2 separate regions of the Mus musculus genome follow, and region 1 is linked to region 2. The links are chromatin contacts, called in public promoter capture Hi-C maps. All regions are on one chromosome and are shown on one strand. The core of a region is the stretch at or near the end of the contact, and the rest is flanking DNA. Distances in the headings are between cores, read along the strand shown. Region 1 overlaps Smurf2 (SMAD specific E3 ubiquitin protein ligase 2). Region 2 has its middle 37 kb from the start of Smurf2.

Evidence for each region. Capture Hi-C pulls out chosen DNA fragments and counts their contacts.
Region 1: a contact with region 2 is called in a promoter capture Hi-C map of liver. The contact joins two enhancer-like sites. A contact is called at or near these places in 2 of 15 datasets of contacts at CTCF or cohesin (CD8 T cells and the NIH/3T3 cell line), 15 of 484 Hi-C or Micro-C datasets (the Ba/F3 cell line, the G1E-ER4 cell line, bone marrow-derived macrophages and 5 more), 10 of 115 datasets of contacts at active chromatin or transcription factors (the HPC-7 cell line, the NIH/3T3 cell line, T-cell acute lymphoblastic leukemia and 5 more) and 4 of 9 other capture datasets (adipose tissue, embryonic stem cells, liver and 1 more).

What each region holds. Positions count from the first base shown.
Region 1 is chr11:106,838,387-106,843,813 of GRCm38.p6, forward strand. It overlaps Smurf2 (SMAD specific E3 ubiquitin protein ligase 2), which reads right to left. Exons shown (of 19, transcript NM_025481.3): 11 at 3,214-3,409; 12 at 802-905. Among named protein-coding and RNA genes, the nearest start is that of Cep95, 52 kb to the left of the region's middle. Within about 2 kb of position 3,870, at least 4 of the 459 cell types and tissues checked have an H3K27ac peak or open chromatin away from gene starts, as enhancers often do. A contact at or near this core is called in hepatocytes and liver, where this site is marked.
Region 2 is chr11:106,955,317-106,960,518 of GRCm38.p6, forward strand. No RefSeq gene overlaps it. Among named protein-coding and RNA genes, the nearest start is that of Smurf2, 37 kb to the left of the region's middle. Within about 2 kb of position 2,050, at least 106 of the 459 cell types and tissues checked have an H3K27ac peak or open chromatin away from gene starts, as enhancers often do. A contact at or near this core is called in hepatocytes and liver, where this site is marked.

The DNA.
Region 1 (5,427 bases), core at 2,620-5,119, 120 kb before region 2:
GCAAGGGATCAAGGAAGGAAAGCAATCAATAGCCACAATTTCCACCTGTGACACCATGAACTTTAACAATGACCAGCATGGCCAGAGATGCATAAAGGTGCAGTAGTGGCATGCCTGTTTTAGTGATAACTCACAGCTGCCTGACTAGACACTAGGACTACTCAACACAAGGAAAATCCTGTGTGGTACTAAAAACCTAGCCAACTACCAGAGGCAAATGAAGTCAGGAATCTTACAAGAGAGCCTATTACCACCATTGTGTTAGATCAGCATAATTCCTAATTTCATTCTAAAATTTACCTTTTTACCCACAGATTTGTGTAACTCTCATCCTTCTTCAAAGAAACTTTTCTTTACAGCAAATGGAGACAATTACAGAAAACCACAACTGGTTATAATGCCGACATAAATGGATCATGGGGAGCCCACCCCAATGGATAGATATATCTACAATACAACTTCTTCACCTAAGGTTCAAGGCAGATTTCAGAAGAGGTGTCAGAAGACTGTAAGAGCCAGAGGACCAGAAGTCTGCTGTGAAATGTACCTCCTAGAAAAGTCAGGAGAGGACTGTCTGCCCCTGTGGAGAACCTGAGCTGTGCTCCCAGCACCCCAGAGTGGTTCACAACAGTCTTTAACTCAAGTTCCACAGAATCCAATGTCCTTTTCTGGCCTCTTTGGGCACTGCATGCACATGGAACACATTCAGACATGCAGGCAAAAATACTCACACAGACTAACTATAAATAAGTAAACAAATGATGATTGATTGAATGAATAAATAGATATCCATGTGTTTACCTGGCAACTCCTCCATAGTCAAGACCTTCTTCTCCACGAAATTTTATCATTAATCGCTTCCATAGATCTTTTGGCCTCATTTTCATGACCTGTCTATATGATTCCTGAAAAATAATTTTGATATACTATCATCATTAGGTGCTTTAGCCTCTAACTTTTCTTCTCCTCCAATTCACAAAACTAATTTGAGTCAGAGGCACCAGTAAAAACTAAAAGAATCAGTTCTAAGAGAACATAAGTATATTATATTACTTATATAGAAGAACGTAATATATTAACCACATAGACAACTTTATATTGGGGACAGGGTAAAGATAGACTCTAACAAAGCCCAGACTGGCTTTGAACAACCTACGTAGATAAATGTTGGCCTCTGGATGGCCTGGAAATTGCTATGTAGACTAGGCTGGCCTTGATACTGTGGAGATCCACCTGTCTCTAACTCCAGAGTGCTACGATTGTATAGTTAAGTGTGGTATCACATGCCTTTATCTTCTTTAAATGGGCTTATCTCACTTTCTTTTTCTTGTATAAAAATTCCTTTATGGCAGTCAACAGCTGGATCCTGGCTCTTCTGTACAGAGACCCTAATATCAATAAGATAATCAGGTAGTTTCTGATAGAAAGACTTGGTGAGCACATCTGTTTCTCAAGGTCTGGGGTAGCTGTATATCTTGAAGATGTCATCAAAGGCAGCCCTGGGTGGCCACAGTCAATACTGACCATCAACAACAGCTTCTTGGACTCAGGTGCTCAGATGATACCAGTGCCTATGGTCTGTTACCTTGCTTGGGACAGTATGGGATTTGATTATCTCGCTCCCTTGGTAGCCTCTGTGTACCAAGGCAATGGAGAGTTTATATAAGATGATAGGGGGGGCTTGAATGCTGGTGGCTATCTTACTGGTGTACCTAGCACTAACATCAATGTGACCACTGTAGTCTCCAATGGCCAACAAATGCCTTGAACCCATCCACTAGCCAATGTAAGACTGCCTTATTAATCTTTACAACCTTAATCATGAAGACCACCCCAAGAATTTATTTTTGGAGGCTGATAGACAAGAAAAAGAATCTCTGCCTAGGGACCTGATTTTTTTTTTTTAAAGAATTATTTATTTTATGTATACGAGTACACTGTAGCTGTCTTCAGACACACCAGAAGAGGGCATCAGATCCCATTACAGAGAGCTGTGAGCCATGTGGCTGCTGGGATTAAACACAGGACCTCTGGAAGAGCAGTCAGGGCTCTTAACTATCTCTCCAGCTCCCCCTGCCCCCAACTCCTTATTAAAGATTTATTTTTATTTTTACTCAATTGCATGTGTTGGTGTCCACTGAGGCCACTGCATCCTTGAATCTTGATTTATAGGTGGTTGTGAACCATCTGACATGGATGCTGTAACTGAATTCAAGTCCTCTGGAAGAACAAGTACTTTTGACAGCTGAGCTGTTTCTCTAGCACCCAATTCTTGACCACAAAGCCCACCATGGTAACAGGATCTACTTATCATTTCAAGCCTTACTTCTCTCCATGAGCTCCAAGATTGCAGCCTTGGCCATGACTATGATCCTGGCCCGAGTGCACTAACAGCCTCTAATGAAGACTCCTTTGCCTCCCAAGACTGGGAACCCTGGACCTCTGGATCCTTCCAGTGCACAAGCATCACCTATTATTATTTAGTGTTTTCCAAGTGGGAAGAAGTTCTTTTTACAAATGACACTGTAAAAAGCTCATCAGGAGGCAGATCTCTGAAGTTTGAGGCCAGCCTAGTCTACAGAGTGAGCTCAGGACAGCCATGGCTAAACGGGGACAGACAGACAGACAGACAGACACACACACACACACACACACACACACATGGGAGGGGGAGAGAGAGAGAGAAGCAAAAAAAGAAAATAAGGAAGGAAAGAAAAATAAAAGAAAAAAAGAAAAGAACGAAAATACCTTTACTCCAATCAGATAAGAGCTCCAAAAGTGTATTCTTAGAAAGAGTAAAAGGGGCCTGGAGAGATGACTCAGTGGTTAAGAGCACTGGCTACTCTGCCAAAGGAATTGAACTGCCTGAGTTCAATTCCCAGCAACCACACAGTGGCTCACGACCATCTGTAACGGGATCTGATGCTCTCTTCTGTATATACAGAATATTCATAGATTAAAAATATATATACATAAATAAACTAATAGAAAAAGAGTAAAGCAAAGTCCAGGCATGATGGTACATGCCTTTAATTTCAGTCTTTGAGGGAGGGAGGCAGAGGCAGATGTTTGCGAACAGCCTGGTCAATACAAACAGGTCCAGGCTAGCCAGAGCTACACAGTGAGACTGTCTCAAAACAAAGGGAAAAAAAAAAAAGAGCAAATCACTAAATTTAATTTTCTTCTAATTGGAATTAAGGATTATATATTTACCTCAAAAATCTCTTCCCTAGACACCTCAATACGGCAGTGGCCAGCTTGAGGCTGCTGTTGGGAAAGTTCTTGCCGCAAGATTTTTAGTTTTTGAACCAAATCTCGCTTGTATCTTGGCACTGTCAGACACTCAGTGTCATCGGGACACAATGGCACCACTTGCTGTTGCTGTTGGTCTTTCAACTGGTTCTGACGACTGTAAGTAAACAGAAATGTTATCAAAGTACTTTAGAACATACAAGGTTGCAATTCTACATTTAAGTCAGCATTAGCCTATAAGAGAAATCTATCAATGTCTAAGCCTTATGAGGCAGATCAGCAGCCCCATAGAACTGGTTACTGAGGCTCTATTCACAAAGCCTTATGCAGATGCTAAGAAGAACTGCTCAGATACCATTTCCTCTACAGCATACCATCACCTAATTTAAAGCTCAGGCAGGTGCAATAAATCCCATCATCTAGAGTGTTTTTCTGGAAGAACCAAATAGAAGCCTAAACTGGCAGTGCAGTGGAGACCTTCCCCCCCACACCTGATTCTGTCTAAACCACAAAAATAAAAAACAGTGAAGCAGCCTGCCTCCTCAGCTATGCCAGGGTACGTAAGGTGCGGTTATATAAGGGATGATGTCAACACTGGTCAGACAACAGTTGGGATGCCAATCTGCAGCCTGCAAGGCCTCGGACAATGTCCAGAGTCCTTACTAAGCAAATTATTCTCTTGAACTAGGTAAGCCTGACAAACAGAAAAGATTCAAGTTGTAATCTTTGTTCATAGTTACTTTTAAAAGTTTTCTTTAATTATAAGGTAGAGTTTCTGTCATGGCATTAAAAATATCAGGCATAGTGTTAAAGGGTGAGAACAGGAAGAGGAAGGGGGAAAGATCCTCCAGTCAGGCTGAGCTCAAAGCCCAGCTGCAGCACCTTTATGTACCTCTGGGAAAGCAGGGAAACTGCCTGAGGCTCCGTTTTTCTCACTGGTGAAGAGAGGACTGAATGTATAAAGTATGCCTTTCAAGCAAGATCTTTTTTTCTTTTTTTTTAAAGATGTATTCATTTTATGTGTATAAGTAGCTGTCTTCAGACACACCAGAAAAGGGCAGATCTCATTACAGATGGTTTGAGAATTGAACTCAGAACCTCTGAAAGAATAACCAGTGCTCTTAACCGCTGAGCCATCTTTCCAGCCATACAAGATTCCTTTTCAAAATTGGGGTTTGGGCAAAGGATATGTATCCTTGGCTACGAGATTTACTGAGTCCTAGTGACAATATTTTGCAATAGTTTAATAATGTTGTATCTTGACACTTACAGATTATATGGTGAGGTATCAAATACAGGAACAATTTAACTGCATAACATCAAAAACATCCCTTTACAGAGAGTAACCACAGTATCTCAGGAAAAACTCTGAAGGAGAGAACTGAGGGAGATTCCGGTAGCCACAATACAACTGCAGGCTGCTCTCAATGTGCACACTACACACAAGTCTACCTCACTGCTTCTCTCAAAAAAGTAATCCCCAACTCTTTTAGTTTAAATTCAAGACTGCACTCTAAAATTTAACTTGCCTACTCTATTTTTTCCTGGCTTAGATAATTGCCCTCTACATGATTTGTATAGCAATCTACATTTCCCCCTCACTTCCTAAAATGTTGAAACAGGAAAAAACAAAACAAAACAAAAAGTAAAAAACGAAGAAACCCTTTAGAATCAAAGCAATCTACAAAATGTTTGTTAAGGTTATAATTCATACATAACAGCTCCCTAAAAGTCAGACTAATAGTTAAACTAACTTCAAGATTTTATTATTTGGATAACAGCCAAAGTATTTACTCCAAGAACATTGTTGCCACAGAGACACTTACCCACCCTTCTTCCCCCCAACTCCCCCAACTGGATAGGCTTAAAAAATTATACAAAGGAATAAAAACCACATTATAAGCCAGGCATGGTACCCCATATTAGAAGCCAGGTCATCTTCTGCTACTTAGTAAGTTTAAGGCCACAGGGGGCTCTCAAAGACCCTGTCTATTAGTGCTATCAAATAAGGTAGCAATGAGTCAAGCCAGGTCTGGTGGTGTAGGCACCTAAAGCACAGAATCAGGGGCTGCTAAGGCCACAGAGAGAGTTCAGGACCAGACTGGGAACTCAGTGATACCCTGACTCAAAATAACACACACAAGAAGCTCACCACAATAGGAGGAAAAGAAAATC
Region 2 (5,202 bases), core at 800-3,299:
GAAGGAGAAGGAGAAGGAGAAGGAGAAGGAAGAAGAAGAAGAAGAAGAAGAAGAAGAAGAAGGAGAAGGAGAAGGAGAAGGAGAAGGAGAAGGAGAAGAAGAAGAAGAAGAAGAAGAAGAAGAAGAAGAAGAAGAAGAAGAAGAAGAAGAAGAAGAAGAAGAAGAAGAAGAAGAAGAAGTTGTTATTTTAACTGGAGCAGTGCTGGCCCACTGTGTAGACAGGATCAGGGGGAGACTCCCAGACCAGGCAGCTACTTCCTCTAAAAGCTGATACTGTGGCCTCTCCTTGGTCCCCACTCAGTAACTCCATCTTCCCTTAGTTCTGAAGCCCTGTCAAGTGCCCACCCAGCATCCCTCCCTACTCCATCTTGCTCCTAAATGCCTAGCTGCTAAAGAAAGGGAGCACTGGAGTCCTTCACTCCTGCTAGAGTGATTTAAAGGGCTTCCCAAGATGCAGAGCTGCCGTTCATTCCACAGTCTCACCCGATCTAATGGATGGTTTTCCTTGACTGACCTTCGGGCTTCCTTTTTGGTTTTCATGTAGTCCAGGCTGGTCTCAGATTCATAATGTAGCTGAAGATGGCCTGTAATTTCTGATCCTCCTGCCTCTACTTCTCAAGTCCTGGGACTCCAGGTGTGCACTACCACACCTAACTTATGCATTGGCAGGGATCGAACCTAGGACTCTGTGTGTGCTCAGCTAACCCACTGAGCTGCATCCCCAGGCCCCAACCTCATGTATTTTGTTCTAGTGATGGAAAGGTGACCACTGGTTTGCAGTATTCTTATTGTTTGTGGTACTAGGATGTGAGCCAGGGACTCACACATGGTAGGCAAATGCTCTACTATTGAGCTCCGTTCGCAGCCCTCTTTTTATTTTTATATTATTTTATTTGTTGATGGGGTTTTTTTTGTTTGTTTTTTATAAATTGGAGGGAGGGGAAGAGCGTGTATGTATCCTGTTGTAAATGTGGAGGTCAGAAGACAACTTTGGGGAATTGGTTCTCTCATTTCACCATATGGGGTCTAGGGGTCAAATCATGTCTTCAGGCTTGGCACTTTACCCACTGAGCCAGCTCACTTGCCCTTATTTACTGACAGGGTCTCACTATATAATCCAAACTGGTCTGGGTACATAATTTAGAATAGCTTCAAACATGTGATCCTCCTGCCTCAGCCTCGCAAGTGTTACCTTTGTCTCCGTGTGTTTTCACACACCCTACATCTGAGCCCACCAGCAGGTCCTATGACCTCTCTAATCTGCCTATCACTCTCACTGCCACCACCAGTGGCCCAAGCCACCAATCTCTCCCTGGACTGGTCTCCCTGATTCCACATCCTGTCCTCACCATCTTCGGGTAACTGTCACTCCAGCTCTCCAAGAATCCCTTTACGGACATCTCAATTAAAAGCCAGTGCTTTCCTTTCCCGTGCAGTGTAGAGTAAAAGCCAAAGTCCACGCTACCATAGAGAAGCCTCTCTGGTTTTAATTCCTGCATCTTCCCCCTCCTCACACACTCTATTCAGCTCCCTATCCTTTCTCTTATTCGCCAACCTGTCCACACATGAACATCCGCAACCCCAGGGCCTTTGCATGTACTCTTTCCCTTTCCCAGAAGACTCTTGGCCTCCCCCCCACCCCAATTCCCTCTCTCCTCTTCTCCAAATGTTTGCTCAAAATTCCCTTTGCAGCAAAAGCTTCCTCGGCCACCCCATTTAATAATTTATACTTCCCTCATACCCAGAATTCATATTCCCCCCCCCCAGCTTTGTCCTCTCTACTTAGCATTTATCACTATTTTGCATGCTATAATGTTTTACATTTCTGTTTAGATTCCCAATTGTCCCTCCCAGTGGGACATAGTCGCTATGAGGACATTGGTGGATAGGCTTTGTTTACTGCCATAGCCCAGCATCTTGAACAGGGCCCGGAACATAGTAGTTATTTAACAAATATTTATTAAGTCAGTGAATGAATGGACCCTTGCCCTAGATCTTTTCCTGATTATCTGTGCCCAAGAAGCCAGTGATCAATAATGGTTGCTAAGCACCTGCCAAAGGTCAGAGTTGCAGATGAAACTATGTTCCTCTGCGCTCTCCCACGGTGGGTGCAGGGACCTGGGAAGGGCGGAGAGCTGCGATAGATATCTCTGACAGGGAAGGAAGATGGGATTCAGTACTAGAAATAAGAGGAAGGATGTCTCCGCCCGTCTGCTCCGAGGCTGAGCCCTGCCTGGCAGGCTGCCTGCTCCCAGAAACAGGAAGTATCCAGAGGGGAAGTGACTGCAGACTCAGAGAGGGATGAAATTCCCTGTGCCTGAGACAGAACACTTGAAGCTAGTCACTCTGGAGTCTTCCAAGAGTCCATGCCTGGGGGATGAGTAAAATCCATTCCACGGTGCCTCCGTGACTCATTTTGGACGGCAAGCGATCTGCAGCTTCAAGTCAGGGCGAGCAGGTGCTTCCTCTTCTGGGGTCCCCAGCTGGGGTGACTGGATGCTGAACCAGGGAGGGTGGGTGGTACCATTGGACTGCTTCTGTGCCAGCATCTCCCAGAGTGGAAAGTGTGCCCCTCAAGAGGCAGGTAGGAATTGGTGCTCCATGGACCATAGCTTCTAGAAACAGCTATGCAAGAAAGTATTCCTGAGATTAAGATCTAAAGATCAGTCTTGGCTTCCTTGACTCCAGGCCAGAGGTAAACAACCTACAAAGCCATTACGTCTTTGCAAACCTACCTTCTATTTGTTTAGCTATGTGTCTAGAGACAGAATAAAAACACCCTGATAAAAACAACTTGAGAGAGAAAAGGTCCACTTTAGCTCACGGTTCCAGGCTACCGTCCATCATGGCTGCAGGAGTTTGAGGAAACCAGCCCACAGATCTATAGTCGGAAGAGTAGTAGAAAATACAAGCATGCCTATACTCAGCTTGCTTCCTCTTCTTATACAGTTCAGAATGCCCTGTCTAGGGAATGGTTCCACCCACAGTGGATCTCCTCGCCTCAATTAATATTATCAAGGGACTAGAGAGATCTCAGCCATTAAGGGCACTTGATGCTCTTAAAGAGGACCCAGCTTTGATTTCTAGCACCCATACAGTGGCTCTCTGCTCCATTTCCAGTGGATCTGCTGTTGTTCTGCCTTGCTTGGCTCTGAACTGTTGACCGAAGGGCTATAAGGTCATAAAACACATACCAGGAAACCTGTGGTGAAAAAATAAGTTGGTTGTTTAAGGACAGCACAGAAAACACAGTGCTCAGGTGGAAACAGGCAGAGACATCAATTCATTTCCAGAAGAACAGAAAACCACCCTGTGTAACCACACTGATCTACCTACAGACAAGCCCTGGGCTTTATGTTTATGATGAAGCGCAGTGGGCAGCTCAAAGCGAGGATGTTATTATGAGCATTTAAATCATGCTAATAAAAGCTGCAGTTGTTTTTAATCCCTTCCTGAAAACCAAAGCAAGCCATCTTTAAGCCTGCCCTTTGATAAGAGTTTAAAGATAGCAGGAGGTGTCATTCCCACGTGTGGCTTCTAGCTCGCTTATTTACAGAGCAGAGCTCATGCGTTAAGAATTTCCAAGGCTTGGGGCTGGAGAGATGGCTCAGCAGTTGAGAGTACTGGCTGCTCTTCCAGAGGACCTGGATTCAATTCCCAGCACCCACATGGCAGCTCACAATTGTCTATAATTCCAGTTCCAGGGGATCTGACACCCTCACACAAACATAAATCCAGGCAAAACACCAAAGCATATAAATAAACAAATAAATCATAAATTAAAAAGTGTTGGGGTTTTTTTGTTGTTTGTTTGTTTGTTTTGCCTAAGCATTTGGCCTTGAATATCTTTGCAGTGGTCATTGTATCTATCTCTGTGTACCCTGTGTGCTTCCTGTCAGGGAATTAGGGGCTCCTCCTCTGCAGTGGAAGTAGCCCAGAGTGGCGGTAACCATAGAGACCCCTAGGGCCAAAGCAGGCATCGCCCTTCATGCTCTAGACATGCTGAGCAAGCCTGTCCTAACCAGGCTAGTGCGTCATAATCAGCACAAACTGATCCATCTTACAGTCCCAGAGCCCAGCTCAATGGGTAGAGTGCTTGTCTAGCATGCACGCAGCTCTGGGTTCAATCCCCAACACTGCATAAACTGGCAGTGAGGCCGCACACCTGTGATCCCAGCATTTGGGAGGTAGAGGCAGGAAGGTGAGGAGTTCAAGGCCATGCTCAGCTACATAGTGGGTTTGGAGGTCAGACCCTGTGTCAGGGGAGGAAGGTGAGCACTTTGTGAGACATCCAGGAAACATGGGGGAAGGATGCCTCAACACTTCTAGTTTCTCCTCATGCCTCCCACAACTCACATCTCACCTGGAGATGCAGGCAAAGCAGCCATTCTCCCATGGAAAATTTCCTGGGACCCAAGGAGGTGGGTCTCAGGTTTGGACACTGTAGGAAAACCCAGGCAATTGGTTCCTCTATGCCCAGAAAGGGGGAGCACAGTCAATCCTGGCTGGATTGCTGGGTACCCCATCTTTACAGTTTCACTGTGGTCAGGTTAGAAATTTCTAGAATGTATAGCCTCAAAGACTCCCATTGACTGGCCCGATTTAAGTCTCATGTCCACCCCAGAGGCAACTACCCTGACAGGGGGTGGCAACTGGGAGGCAGATGAGATCCATTTGTTCAGAAAACAGCTAGCGGAGAACAGCGAATAATCCCCACTCTGCAAAGCCATCCCAAACACCAGAGCAGCCTCAACCTTTCCCAGGTTTCTGTAGATTATTCAAATGAAGGTATTCGAAGGCCCTTCTCTGTGGGGTTGGAGGGGAGGTGACTTTTACTCCACCTGAGGCCCAGTAACCTCAGAGGACTCCTATGGAAAGAAGACAGCCACTCAGAGCAGAGCCATGGCTGATGACCCACGCTGGCAGAGACAAAAGCCACAGAGCTCAGTCCACTGCTGTGGGAGCTGCCATCAAGGGGCCCAAGACACCGCCAACCTGGATCAGTCACCAGTGACAGCTTCCCATACTTGGCTCTAGAACTCAGACGCTCAGAGCACATCTGCTCTTGCAGAGCCCATTTCCAAGCACACACATCAGGCTGTTCACAATCACCTGTAACTACAGCTCCAGGGGATCCAACATCTATGTATCGTCTCACAGCAACTGCACTCACAGGCTCATGCCACCGTACCGTGGATTTAA